Linked DNA regions of Mus musculus: region 2 is linked to region 1. Evidence: chromatin contacts called from public HiChIP or PLAC-seq data. All regions are on one chromosome and are shown on one strand. The core of a region is the stretch at or near the end of the contact, and the rest is flanking DNA. Distances in the headings are between cores, read along the strand shown.

Region 1 (6,390 bases), core at 2,842-5,341:
CAGAAGACTAGAGGTATTTGGGGTGACGCTAGAGATCTGGTGTGATGACCTGTGAGCTGGAGAAAAAGCCTAGGAGGACCTGTGGCGGATGATCGAGGTCAGTAAGTGGTTGTAGTCAGGCTGCTTTGTAGTTGGGTATGGAATCTCAAAAGGCTCAAGATGGGAAGCTACTGGCTCCAGCCTGAAGCATGGCTCCGAGGGTTGAAAATGAGAAGAGCTAAAATCGAACAGAGGCAGGATCAAAAGCATAAGCATGTATTCACTCCTGAAGGCTAGTAGGGTGAAGTCAGGGTCAAAGCAACACCCACCTGGGAGGTAATAGAATCACAGGCACAAATGCGAGGTAAAGATCAAAGGGAACAAAGCGTTAGAGTTTGCAGTAGGTCTGGAGGGGGTCAGTGACTGGGTGAAATCCAGCAGACTAAAGAGTGGTTGTCCTGGGCTTTGCCATCTGTAACCTTGGGGTTTTCTACCTGTCCACTTTGTTCTCTGAGATAATGACTCAAAGACTTCTTATATATTTACAAATGCCTAAGCCAAAGCTTTACACTATCCCAGAATCCTTTCTTCCTACCGGAAATCCCATCTTCTATTTCCTGCCTCAGCAATAGGCCAATCAGCGTTTTGTTGACAGGTGGAATGCTTTTACTCTGTGCAGCACAGAACCTGCTCAGCCATTGGTCTAGCAAAATGCAGGGAGTTTGGATTGCAGACCTGCTTGGCCCCCTTTGGGAGCCAGGGTGAACTGCTGAATGCTCATCTGACTTTTGCTTCCTGAGGTCCCCCTCTACTGCCAGCAACTTCTCCTCCCAAATGGTGTGATGGTTAATATTGCCAAAGTGAATCACCAAATATCTGAGCTTGGTTGTGGGGGAGTCTAGGTTGGGTTGGCGCTGGATGACCCACCTCATATGTGAGTAGGGCCTTTCAACAAACTGGATGACTGAATAAAAAGAGGAAAGGGAGCAAGTAACAGTATTTTAGCATTCGCCTCTCTAATTCCTGACTGTATTGCAACAAGACTAGGCCTTCGCCACCATGACTTCCCTGCTATGATGGACTGAGCCAAAATAAATCCTTCTGTTCTGAAGTTGCTTTTGTCAAATATATTATTATAGCCATGAGAAAAGATAACCAACTCAGGTGGTGAACTTGTATTAGGAACATATCTTAATATGACATCTCTTCACTTATGCCAAATTTAAAGTAGTTTGAGATTTGGGAGTGTTGCTCAGTGGAAAATCACATGCCTAGCATCAGCAAGACATTGGGTTTGGTTCCTAGCACCACAAGTGAGCAATGGAAACAGAAACAGAGCTAATTAACTCTCTGCATCGTGGCCAGTGTTGACATGGTTTTAGTCTATATGTACTGGGACCGCTCAGCTCTCAGATGGTGACAGTGAGCTGTCTGGTAGTCTCTTCAGTCTGTGGCAGACCTCTGGCCACATGCACTGGCACTGTGTTTGGAAGGTCTTCAACAAAGGCCATGGTGTGGAGAACTTTGTCCTCTTTGGTCCCCATGCAGCTTTCCAGTGTACCAAGGTCTTTGTTTCTCTAGCAAATGACCTCTGCAGGCATCTGTCTTCCTTTCTGGGAGAGGCAGGTCTTTTCTTTTTTCTATCTTGTTCAGGACTCTACCAGCTTCTTCTGAGTCCAAGGCAGACTCTCCTTTCCTTTCTAGATCCTGTACCCCAGGGTCTCTCTTCTGCATAAACAATTTATTCTCCCAACTGTCCCTATGTTTGAACAAAAACAACAGCATCTGGCTGGGAAGCAATGGTAAGTGGTTTGTCACTAACTCAGTGAAGAAATGGAGACCATAAAAACACAGAAGCCTGGGGAATGGACAGAAGGAGGTTCTGGGGAGGAAGGAAAGAAGGAAGGAGGAAGGGAGGAAGGAAGGAAAAAAGGAAGGAAGGAAGGAAGGAAGGAAGGAAGGAAGTGGGAGGATGGAAGGAGGAAAGGAAGTGTCTTTTGTATCTTTGTGTTGATTCTGCTGCAGAAATAAATAAGACACAGGTAACTTCTGAGCCACTTATTCTGGTCCACTGACATTCAAATAAATTGCCTTTTGAGATATAAATTCCCTGGAATGGAGTCGAGTCTCAGGTGGATTCCAGAGTCACTTCAGAAATGAGCATAATAAAACTGTGGAACTGTTTAGGTGTCCCCGAGGCCTGTCACTGTGGCTGGGACAAGACTTCTGGCCAAGATGGGAGTTGACCAGGCTGTAAGCACTGGATCCACCAAGAAGTGACATTCTTGCTGTGCCTAGTGACCCGTCTGAAGCTCATTAGAAAATGACATTAGGTGTGATGGCGGCAGTTCAGGCAAACAAATGGATATCAGAGTGCTTTCAGGCAAACAAATGGATTGCAGAGCATTTGCCTAAGGTTGTAGAGAAACGAAATATGTTTCTGAGCCAAATACAATAAGCAAAGAACATAAGCCTCCAAGAACACTTATTAGATAACAGAGAAAGGACTTGGGGGGAGGATGGGGAAGAGATGGAAGATGGGTAGTTAAGATTCACTGGGATCTGGCTCTTTCCCCTCGTTGAGGTCAGGAGATGGGACAGTTAACACACTCTTTTATTTTGTATCAACAAAGCTTTTCCTGGTCCCCCATTTCAGCTAAACCTCATCTATTACCTGACGGTCTAACCCAGGTTGAGGATTTGGCAAAGACTCAAGATAACGGCGCTGCCACAGTCTGCCCCCAACATACCCTTTTATTTTTCTTCATGCTTTTCCTTTGTTTATCGATATGTATGTGGAAGCCGGAGGTTGGTGCCAAGTGGCTTCACTGCTGATCTACCCAGCTGTTTTTCCCTGAGTGTTGAAGATCCAAACTCATGCTTGAGCAGTAAGCACTTTACCAACTGAGCCGGCTCCTAGCCAAGCATGCGTTCCGATTTTTGCTTTACACCCTTACAGGAGAGATCGCACATGTGTGCTTGTTGATCTCTCTTCTTGTGGTTTTAGTAGGAAATATTTGTTTCATATATCAGATTTATAAGCAGGGTCCGGGATGTTCAGGCACGATCCCGATGGCTTCCTGAATATGGCAGCCAAGGCGTGGTCAGTAACAGGGCAGATACATTTCCCAAAAAGATAAATTAACTTGTAGTGAGGCATGACAGCCAGCAACACTTTCCTGCTAGTATCTGACTATAAGGCTACTGACTGAGTGTGACAGAAAACTATAGGGACTGATAGAGCCAGAGAGAGGACAATATTCAGCGACTGTCACTATGAAGGAGGACCAGGGACCAAATTGTCTCTGTAGGTCCCTAAAGAAGACTATAGAAGAAACGGTAGCATCCCAAGGATTTGGAATCCTTAGGAAAAAATGATACCATTGGCATGCCTCAGTTCCCCCATCTTAAATCATGTTTCATGGGTAGGAATCTCATTTACAAATCTGGCCACAAGAAATTTTCTTTATGTCTTCCTAAATCCAATGCTTCAGTTCCTGTACCTCTGAGAACATGGGATGTGTAATCTCTGTCAAGGAGGCTTTTTCTCCTAGGGTTGTGGGAAGGTCCTGGGGTCTTATGTAATACCAAGGCATTTCAAAGTCTTTTATTCATTCTATTTATTCAATGATTTTTAAAGTTTTTAAAATTAATTTTTTTAAAAAATTATTTTATATGCATTGGTATTCTGCCTGCATGTGTGAGGGCGTCAGATTTTTTGGACAGAACTGGAATTGCAGACAGTTCTGAGCTGCCATGTGGGTGCTGGGAATTAAATCCGGGTCCACTGGAAGAACGGCCAGTTCTCTTAACAGCTGAGCCATTTCCCCAGCCTCAAATATCATTTTTTTATATCTGCTTAGTAGCTAAGTCTTAGCTCAACACTGCTGTAGACATAAAATTCATGAACAAAAGACTTAGTTTCTGGTCTCAAGAAGTTTGCAGTCTGCAGGGACTGGCTAGGAGTGGGAAGGGTGTTTACGGGGGCAGGCAAGAGATGGATAAACACATGAATCAACTAAGAAGCAGAGGAGGAGGAACCCAGGACAAGGTAAACATCTAAGGGTGTCACATCCTAGGAAGGGACAAACCTGTTCCCAGCTACAGGAGAGACAGATGAGTCAGACCACAGAGTTCCAAATGCCAGCTTAATGGCTAATCGAAGCTAGACTAGAGGATATGACTCAGAGCCCAGCAACAAGAGTTCTCCACGCCGAACCCCGAAATTAAGAAGATTTGCATATCTAGTCTTAGGAAGTGATGATCAGTCATGAGTCGCCCCCAAACTGTCACTGTTAAATCTCCTGCTTGGTCTATAGCGGCTGACTCCCACTCTCTGTGGTTTCCTAAAGACAAAGGGAAGAGCTAAACCACACCCCAGCATCTTCTGTCAGTTTGTCAATCACAGGAAAGGACAGGAGAGCATTCATTCCACAGAAGGAAGCCTCCTGATCTTTGTCCTGATCTCCCAACCATGAACAGACATTTACAGGACATTTGTTGATCTTAAAGATTTTCTGTTTGTCCTGAATTCCCCTCCCATGGCTCATGTGTTTTCCTTCTTTCCTCCCTCCCGCCTTTACTTTCTCTGGCCATGCTTGGGTTAGAACCCAAGGGCTTTGAGCAAGTACTGTACCCTGAGCCTCACAGGAGAGTATATCCCCAGCCCTTAGTCTCCCTTACTCCCTGTACCCTTTACAAACTCTTCTACTCTAGAAGGGTTTGAACTTAGTCATGTTCATATGACCAGAGTTCCTCTGATACAGCTTCAGACTTCTCTAATCACAGACAGCCACATTTGCCACCTCTGTGTGCCTGATGTTTTGTCTCGTTTGCTGGTGGAAAAGAAAGCTCTGCTGGTTGGAGGCAGGGTGAGGGTGGGGAGTAGAACTTTTCATACCTCCTGGGCACTGACTTGTCTGAGCCACTTCTCCTCCAGATCTGGAGTTTATCTTTCTTCCTCTGACATCCTCCCACCTCCACCCCCACCCCACCCCCACCCCCCTCACAGCCAGAGGGCACTCAGATGAGACAGCAACTGGTATTCAGGAAATAGCCTAGGTTTTTTGGACTTAATTATTTCAGTGGGCTTGTCTAGGGCATAGAGGACAAGGAGGTCATCTCACGAACAAATATCCAGGTCCCTGGGGGCCAGCCATGGGTGGCTTCCCAACACTGTGGCTGTACCCACCCATGCAGGATTCCAATCTTGGAAGGCCAGGAGGGAGAAAGTAATTGAGGGTTTCTCACAGGATTGATATTTGGGCCAGCTCATTCTTTATTCTGGGAGTACACAGAGCACTGAGGAATATTTAGCATGGAGCCTGGCCACTAGATGCCACAGCATCCTCCACACTTGTGGCAACCCAAAATTTCTAGAGTTGTTGCGAAATGTCCCCTATGGTTGGGGGTAAACACCCTCAGCACGGAGCCAGTGGTTTAGAGAGCTGCAGTGCCCATGTAATAAACAATGAGGCACATGCCTTCCTGGCTTGACATGATCTGAGTGCTAATCCACCTATCTGTTTTTATTCTGTGCTCTTCTTGTAGATGTGCATGTGTGTGTGTGCTGTTCTATTAAATCATATCTGTTCTAATGCCATTGATATCTCAGTGTTTGCTTATGCACAACTCTGTCTCCCCAAACATTAAGTGAACACAGAAGATAGGAGCTAGTTAACTGACTTCTGCCAAAAATACTCATGTATACATCATATCCACTTGTACATCATACACATACATCCTACACACGTATACATAATACATAGTCGTACATCACGTCCATCTATCCTACATACTTGTACATCACACACGTACATCCTAGCTACTTGCACATCATACACATATATCATACACACTCATATACATCATTTATACTCATACGTGGCACACATATGCTACACACATATATCTACACAGTACATATACACACATCACATATATATGTATTAGATATGTGCATCTATTACACACATATACACATATCATACATTTACATCAGCTCACACATATCACACAATGTGTTACATACATATATATCACATATATTTATTATGCACACATAAATTATATATCATATATCACACCATATATATATATCACATCACATAATATATCACACAGATGCATATATTTCATATACATCCATAGCCACATATTATACATATATATATACATCTCACATATATTTGGCATATACACATGTATATATATCACATATGTATACATTATACACACATACACCACACACATCATGCATATACATCCCATATACATCCTATACATACACACTCTGCATATCTTCAGAAGGACAGAACTCACATACTCCTTTGGGCATTAAGAGAGCACACATCTTTTTATGTTCAGATTCTTGCCCCCTCCTCTTGATTTGGAAGCAAGGACATGGATGGG
Region 2 (6,390 bases), core at 2,860-5,359, 260 kb before region 1:
ATTTCTACAGCAGTTTAAACCGTTGGCACCTGCAATTGCTAGCAGGCCTAAGCTACGAATTTCTATTATCCCAGTTTCAAGGGTTACATTTAAAATAAAACTCGGAGGGGCCAAACATTACATACACACATATTTACACAAATTAAATACTATGCACAAGTCAATACCTTCTGCACACAAAACTACATTAAGCTCAATTAGCCCTAAGCAAAACCACAGGAAGCAGGTTTCCTGTGAACCCAGGGTGCTCTTCCCTGTACTACAGAATATAAAAGCAGCTACAATATGGAGTTTTGCAGGACTATCAATGAAGGCTTAAAAAAAAATCATTATCAATACTGATTTCCTAATTAGCTTATATAAAATTACCATAAAACAATCCAACTCAAGGAATTTATACACACATAACATCTAACTTCTGGGTATAAATTTAAAAAAAAGTTCTCTTTAAACATGCAGGGGTCAGCATGAGTTTTTCCAGAAAAAAATAATTCTAACTCTGAGCTACAAAGAGTCACCAAACTAAAGTGCAATGTCCTTCTTGTTATGGTTTTCTTCTTGATTATGACCAAAATTAAATTATACAAATATTTCACTAAATATCTTCTCAAACCTTATAAATATTAATATGAACTCAATCTCCTATGTGCCCGGCATTTAAAAATCCATTTAAAAATCTTGGAAACTAATTTAAGATTTCCATCTAGAATACAAATTAGCAAGTCCTCCGCCTGTGTTTCGCTCAGCACCCGTATCTGCACATTTAGTACCGAATGTCAGTCGGTAGCACTTAGAGACCATGAATATTAAAACCACGCATTGCCTGCTAACATATCAGAGCACAGCAAGCCTTCAGTTTGTCAGAAGCCGGGTTTGCAGCGGACAAACTACTGCATCTACAAGACCAAAGCCTTTTGTGAATTCCCCAATTGTGCAAAGGGGACAGAAGTTTTACTGTTAAATAGACAATCTGGGAGGATTGCACACACACACATACACACACAAAATTAAAGTCTTTTTAAAAACTCACTACCATGTAATGCCCTTGGCTATTTGTCTTCATTTCCTTGAAGACTTGATCAGAACAACAATGTCAGCTACTGCTCACTGAGTATGTACTAAGATTAAGTACTTTACACACACACACACACGATACGCACACACGCAGGTTTTATACACATGTTCTTATTTGCACGCCACCCTTACAGTACTTTATGCACGTACTACACACACATAGTTATCTTCATATATACACTATGGAATCAGATTCTCTGCTTTTTGGGGGTGTTATCCCTACGGAGGTCAGGTGACTAATTTATTTGAGCTAACGAGTAAACTTTTAGAAAGCGAGAGTCCCACTGTCCCCCTCTCTGATGCATGCTATGATGCTGCCACCATTCTGACCCCTGCTGGATACTCCCTCCAACAGGGAACAGGGACCCTGGCACACGTTTGCTTTCCACGTGCGTGAGGAGTAACTTCCTAGAGCAAGTCGTGTTTCTTTAAGCACGTGGGAAACCAAGTGGGTTACCCTGGAAAGCACATCAACTGCCTGGCACAGAAAGCACGAGTGTATGGCTGGGATTGAGCTCAGGACTTAAGTTCAAAATGAAGTGTGCACGGCCTACCAGCCTCATAAGACTGCCCCATCCCGCTGTCTTTGAAAAATGAAGCAGAAAGTGATAGTCCCATTTCACAGATCACTGAGGATATCAAACAAAAGGATGCTTGCAGGGTGCTGGGCACAGTGTGCTCATAAACGCTGCTTGTTATCATTCTTTGGGATAGCATGTTTTATTAAAACATCATGACACTTTCCTCTGGACTGCTCTGCAGTTCTTTAATTTGTCTATTAAGATCTGTCTTAAACTCAGTAAGTACTTTTTTTTTTGGTACTCAATTTTCTGCCATTGGCTCCACAGCTCTCCAAATCATGCTAAATTATCCTCCTGTTTCCGTAGACTTTGAGAGATTCAGATTCTTTTTTATAAATGCTGTACTAACCCCTCCCCTCTATCCCTAAGCTGATTTTTCCAGCTGCTTAATCATTTCTATTGACCTCTGCTTCTTACCAGATTGGCCAAAGCTCTCTGATAGGAAGACAGCAAGAATAACAATTGGAATTAACCTCTTAAAAGTCTAAAAATTAGGACTCATTGAAATCCGTTCTACTTTATGCCTTCCCTGCATCAGCACCAAGTTCTCCGCCATAGCCTATCTCTATCTCAGCATCTCTTCAGTGTGCTACATCACAGCAGATGTTCTGTCCAGATTTCAGAATAAGCACAACTCTGTCTGTCTGTCTGTCAGTCTGACAGACAACTAGGAAGAAATGGTGCAACTCCTTATTGGTGGATGGAATGACATTCCCCCTGGTTTACAATTTTAGTTAAGTTTCCTAGGTTATCATTAATTCCATCGCTATTTTAATATCTACCATGTGCCACAGTAAATAGACATCATATGATCACAAACACACTTTATGTTCTAAACTCTGATTCCTATCAGTAGTGTTTGAAAGGAAATGCTGTAATTTTAAGGGTCAATTTTTAGATATTATTTGGACACATATGGGTCATACCTTCAAATTCACTCTCCTGATTCCTAAGTGAGTACACTTAATACTTAGTACACTAATAAGGGCCCTGTGAAAGGGCTCCATACATTTCGGGATATGCTAATGAGGTACTGCAGGCAGTGGGTGTGTCTGCAGGCAGTGAAGGGGGAGGAGCTTGGAGGCGCTGCTTCCCTGTGGCTGGGTAGGAGAGCTCTACCGAGCTCTATATTCATCAGTTTATTACTTACATCAATTACACAGACTTTCAATAACTTTCAAGCACTCTATCTACTTACAATTAAAACCCCCAAAAGATCACAATGGGTGACCCACAATCCAGTCCATGTACTTTCCCTGACTGTTCCTACCAGGGTCCAGTTTAAAGAAATCATCCAATATTTTTCAGTGTTAATTTCTAATTCGAAACCTTGCCTAGCAGAGTTTCATCTCTCAACACCTGAGGTCCAGGCCCCACACCTCTGAAAACTGAATCCCAGTTGGTTCATCTGTCTTGGTCTGTGTTCCCTAAGAGTCCTGATCACTTCTGGGTTGGCTCTGTGTCTCCCCAGTCTCTTACCTGTGTCCCCGGCATCTCTTCTCTGGGTTTACTCTTCGTGGTCTTTTGTTTACAAGGACAGTCATTTAGTTACTGTCATTGGTGTCTTAGGATGCCCCTTGTCAGTCGTCAGTTGGTAGAAACAACCTGTTTTAGACATTTTATGCGTTCACAAGCCTGGGCTGTTCTGCCATGTCTTAAGGCGAGCCTGTTAACAAAGATGGGCTACATTTCCTCAACCTGGTTCTGAAGCTGTAGGATTCTGTTTTAATTCTTCTTCCTCAACACCAGACTTAGCTTCCTGATTTTACAGGCTTGAGTTCAGTTTGTTGACCTTGGTCTTCAGTGTGTGCTACACTTGAAGACTACTTCCCCCCGCAATGCAATTTGATGATCCCTGATTACTTGGGAGACAGCTACTGTTCTTCGTACAGGGGAGACCAATTGGCAGGAATGTACCTCCAGAGCCCACTCTTCCTTCCCTACCATCAGGGAGTCAGGGCAATTACCCGGCATGGGTGACTGATAAGGAAGCCCTTGCAGACATCCTCATTCCTAAAGCAGAGTCAAAGCCTGGCCAGCAGCCACATTCCTTCTGAACAAATAAAGTCACAGACCAAGCCAAGACCTGCCTGAGGGCAAGGGATGGGCGGAATCACAGGTGCTTTCTGCTGCATACTACCAAGAGACTGAGGGCATCAGCCAATGAGCGAGCGAGCGAGCGGGTCAGCAGTCATTTCCACCAATCATACCACCAAGAGACTGAGGACATCAGCCAATGAGCGAGCGGGCGAGCTGAGGACATCAGCCAATGAGCGAGCGAGCGGGTCAGCAGTCATTTCCCAAATCAACGGAAACCATCAGCAGTGGTGGAGATGGCGCAAGAGCAGGTTAGGACAAGGAGACCAGGTTTCCATGATTAGAGGCAGAGTGGGAGTCCATGGGGGAGGGAGGAGGGTGGGATGCTGAGTCAGGAAGGTGAGATCTGATTTCAACAGAGAAGAATGAGACAATTCCTCCCAGAACCCAGCAGGGGCTCCACGCCTGGGGCTCACTGTGGTTACTTCTGGGGGTTTGTTGCCCTTTCAGATAATTTCACGGGTATTTTAAGGAAAACAGAGAAGACACTGTTCACTGCGCTTCCTCTCACTCTGCTCTATTCTTGGAAGTCAGCAGTTCAATCTCCAGTGGAACTTCTCACTAACATTATGTTCAGTTATTTGTGCTCTCCAAACAATACGTGTTTTTAGGCAAAGACTTTCTAGCCTCTCCAACTGAACAAAGGAGCCTCCTACACAGAGCCACACGTTCCCATTCAGAAAGCCCTCAGGCAGATCTGTGAAGCTTGCCATCATAAGACCCATTTAATTTTAAATTAAATTAAGGGCCCAAAAGGTAAGTGCATTGTTCAGGTTATTCCAACTAATGTCCTAAACCTACAATTTCAATGATTCTCCATCCAACTGATGACTCCTACTGTAATAAAGAATTCATGAACCATGGAAACAACTGACAAAAATAAAATAAATAAATATCACTCACTGCTTCGAGAGAAAGGCATTCACACAGCCTAGGCCCCAACCGCAAAGGGTGAGTGGCTGTCTAGGGAAAGGTTTTGTCAAGATTTTTACCAAGACTGTAACTCTAAAGAGGTAAAAATGGGCCCCAAGGATGGCTTTCTAATAAAAGCATGCTAAATTGAGATGGCCCCAAATTTCTGAGGCCTACCAGATGACATTCACAAATACTCACCCAGGCAGAGCTACTGGGATAGAGATGTAACAAAGACGAAGCATGGGCCTTTAGTTTTCCCAGGCTCCTCTCTCCCAGGTGAACGGGGATGAAGCTGACAAATTCCCTTATTCAACACATTTATTGATCCAATTGCCCCAGTTTTTGTGAAGTTTTCTAACAATGCTCAGTGACTTCAAAGTTGCAGGAGGAAAACAGATGGCAAAGGAAGGACCTAGTTTGGAAATTCTCAAAGAAGGCTGTGCAAAAGAGATGTACGGGCCAAGCATAGCCACCGAGGGACACTGGGTATCACAGAAGGGGCTGTCCAGCCTCCTCACTCTCATCTTCCCACAATGGAAAACAAGGGGAGACCAAGGAATGAAAGGGGGCAGACAGGACGTTTCTAGAGAAGCATGGGGGAAGTGTAACACGGGCGGTGTACATTGGAAGGCTGCTTCAAAGAGAAGCTAATAGAGTTTGAAACTCCGAGAGTGGAGCAGATCTATCAGGTGTGGCATGTGTGTGCACAGCTGAAGTCGAATAAAGATGAAGGTCATTTGAGATGAGGGAGTCAGAGAACTGGGATGTAAGTACTAGAAATGCCATTAAAGGGATGTGACACCTCCTCAGGGTTCTGTGTGACTCCTGGAGAACAGGGAGAGACCACTTGGAAGCAACTCTGGCTCCATGGTTACTGCTAGGGAGGAGGCCTGGGCAGTGGGAACTCGAAGCTCAACGGGCCTGGTGCTTCTGTACTGTGCTAGTCTGGCCCGCAAAGGTCTTCTGATTTCTGCATTAAAAGTCTGTCCTTAACATGTAGCTCTGTTGGAAGATGGAACCTTCAGAAACGGAGCCTTGGGGGAGGAAGTTAGGATATTGGGGGCATGCCACGGAAGAGGGCATTAGTACTCCAACTCTTCTCTCAAGGCAGACTTCTTCTGTTATCTCTCCCAGCCTGACCCTCCATGCAAAGGAACATGGTCAACTCACAGTGAATTGACACCTTTGAACTGGAAGCCAAATAAACTTTTCCCCCTTAAACTTCTCTCAGCCATTGCGTCACAACAGTGCAAACGTGCAAGCTTAGTTGTCAGTTTTCAAAGTTAGAACGAGGGTTTTAGAGACCAAAGGAGGGGACATTGAAGCCACCCTTTGTCTGCCGTTCACAGCAGCTTGCTGGCAGACTCTGGTTATTTCTTTAAGAGTAATTAAGTCATCGCAACTGAGAAATAAAGGTGAAGTGAGAGGAAATGAGCTGAGAGGAAATAAGGAGAGTCATGAAAGATAGATACCCCCCTTTTCAGCTGAGGAGTAGAAGAGGGAGTGGCATTCCCTAGCCACTTGGAAGCCTATTCTCCCCTCAGATCACCACTGCCACCAAACCCCACCCGATGTCTTAATGTCTTTCCCCAGCATTCTCTATTTCCCCTGCACACACGGAGCCACGTCAGCCCCACCTCACCAGATCCTCACCTCCCATCCCAAGGGCTTGCTGGCCTATTCCCCCATCAGCTCTTCCAAACCAACACCACGGAAACAGAAT

What was found. HiChIP or PLAC-seq counts read pairs in DNA pulled down with a chosen protein or histone mark.
Region 2: a FOXA1 HiChIP or PLAC-seq map of pancreatic cancer cells shows a contact between it and region 1. The contact joins two enhancer-like sites. A contact is called at or near these places in 10 of 484 Hi-C or Micro-C datasets (the AML12 cell line, the N1E-115 cell line, cerebellum and 6 more), 3 of 115 datasets of contacts at active chromatin or transcription factors (embryonic stem cells and pancreatic cancer cells) and 1 of 9 other capture datasets (embryonic stem cells).

Annotation. Positions count from the first base shown.
Region 1 is chr9:47,443,347-47,449,736 of GRCm38.p6, reverse strand. No RefSeq gene overlaps it. Among named protein-coding and RNA genes, the nearest start is that of Gm31816, 78 kb to the right of the region's middle. Within about 2 kb of position 4,091, at least 27 of the 459 cell types and tissues checked have an H3K27ac peak or open chromatin away from gene starts, as enhancers often do. A contact at or near this core is called in pancreatic cancer cells, where this site is marked.
Region 2 is chr9:47,700,975-47,707,364 of GRCm38.p6, reverse strand. The region is part of intron 1 of Cadm1 (cell adhesion molecule 1); the gene reads right to left. Among named protein-coding and RNA genes, the nearest start is that of Gm10677, 110 kb to the left of the region's middle. Within about 2 kb of position 4,109, at least 36 of the 459 cell types and tissues checked have an H3K27ac peak or open chromatin away from gene starts, as enhancers often do. A contact at or near this core is called in pancreatic cancer cells, where this site is marked.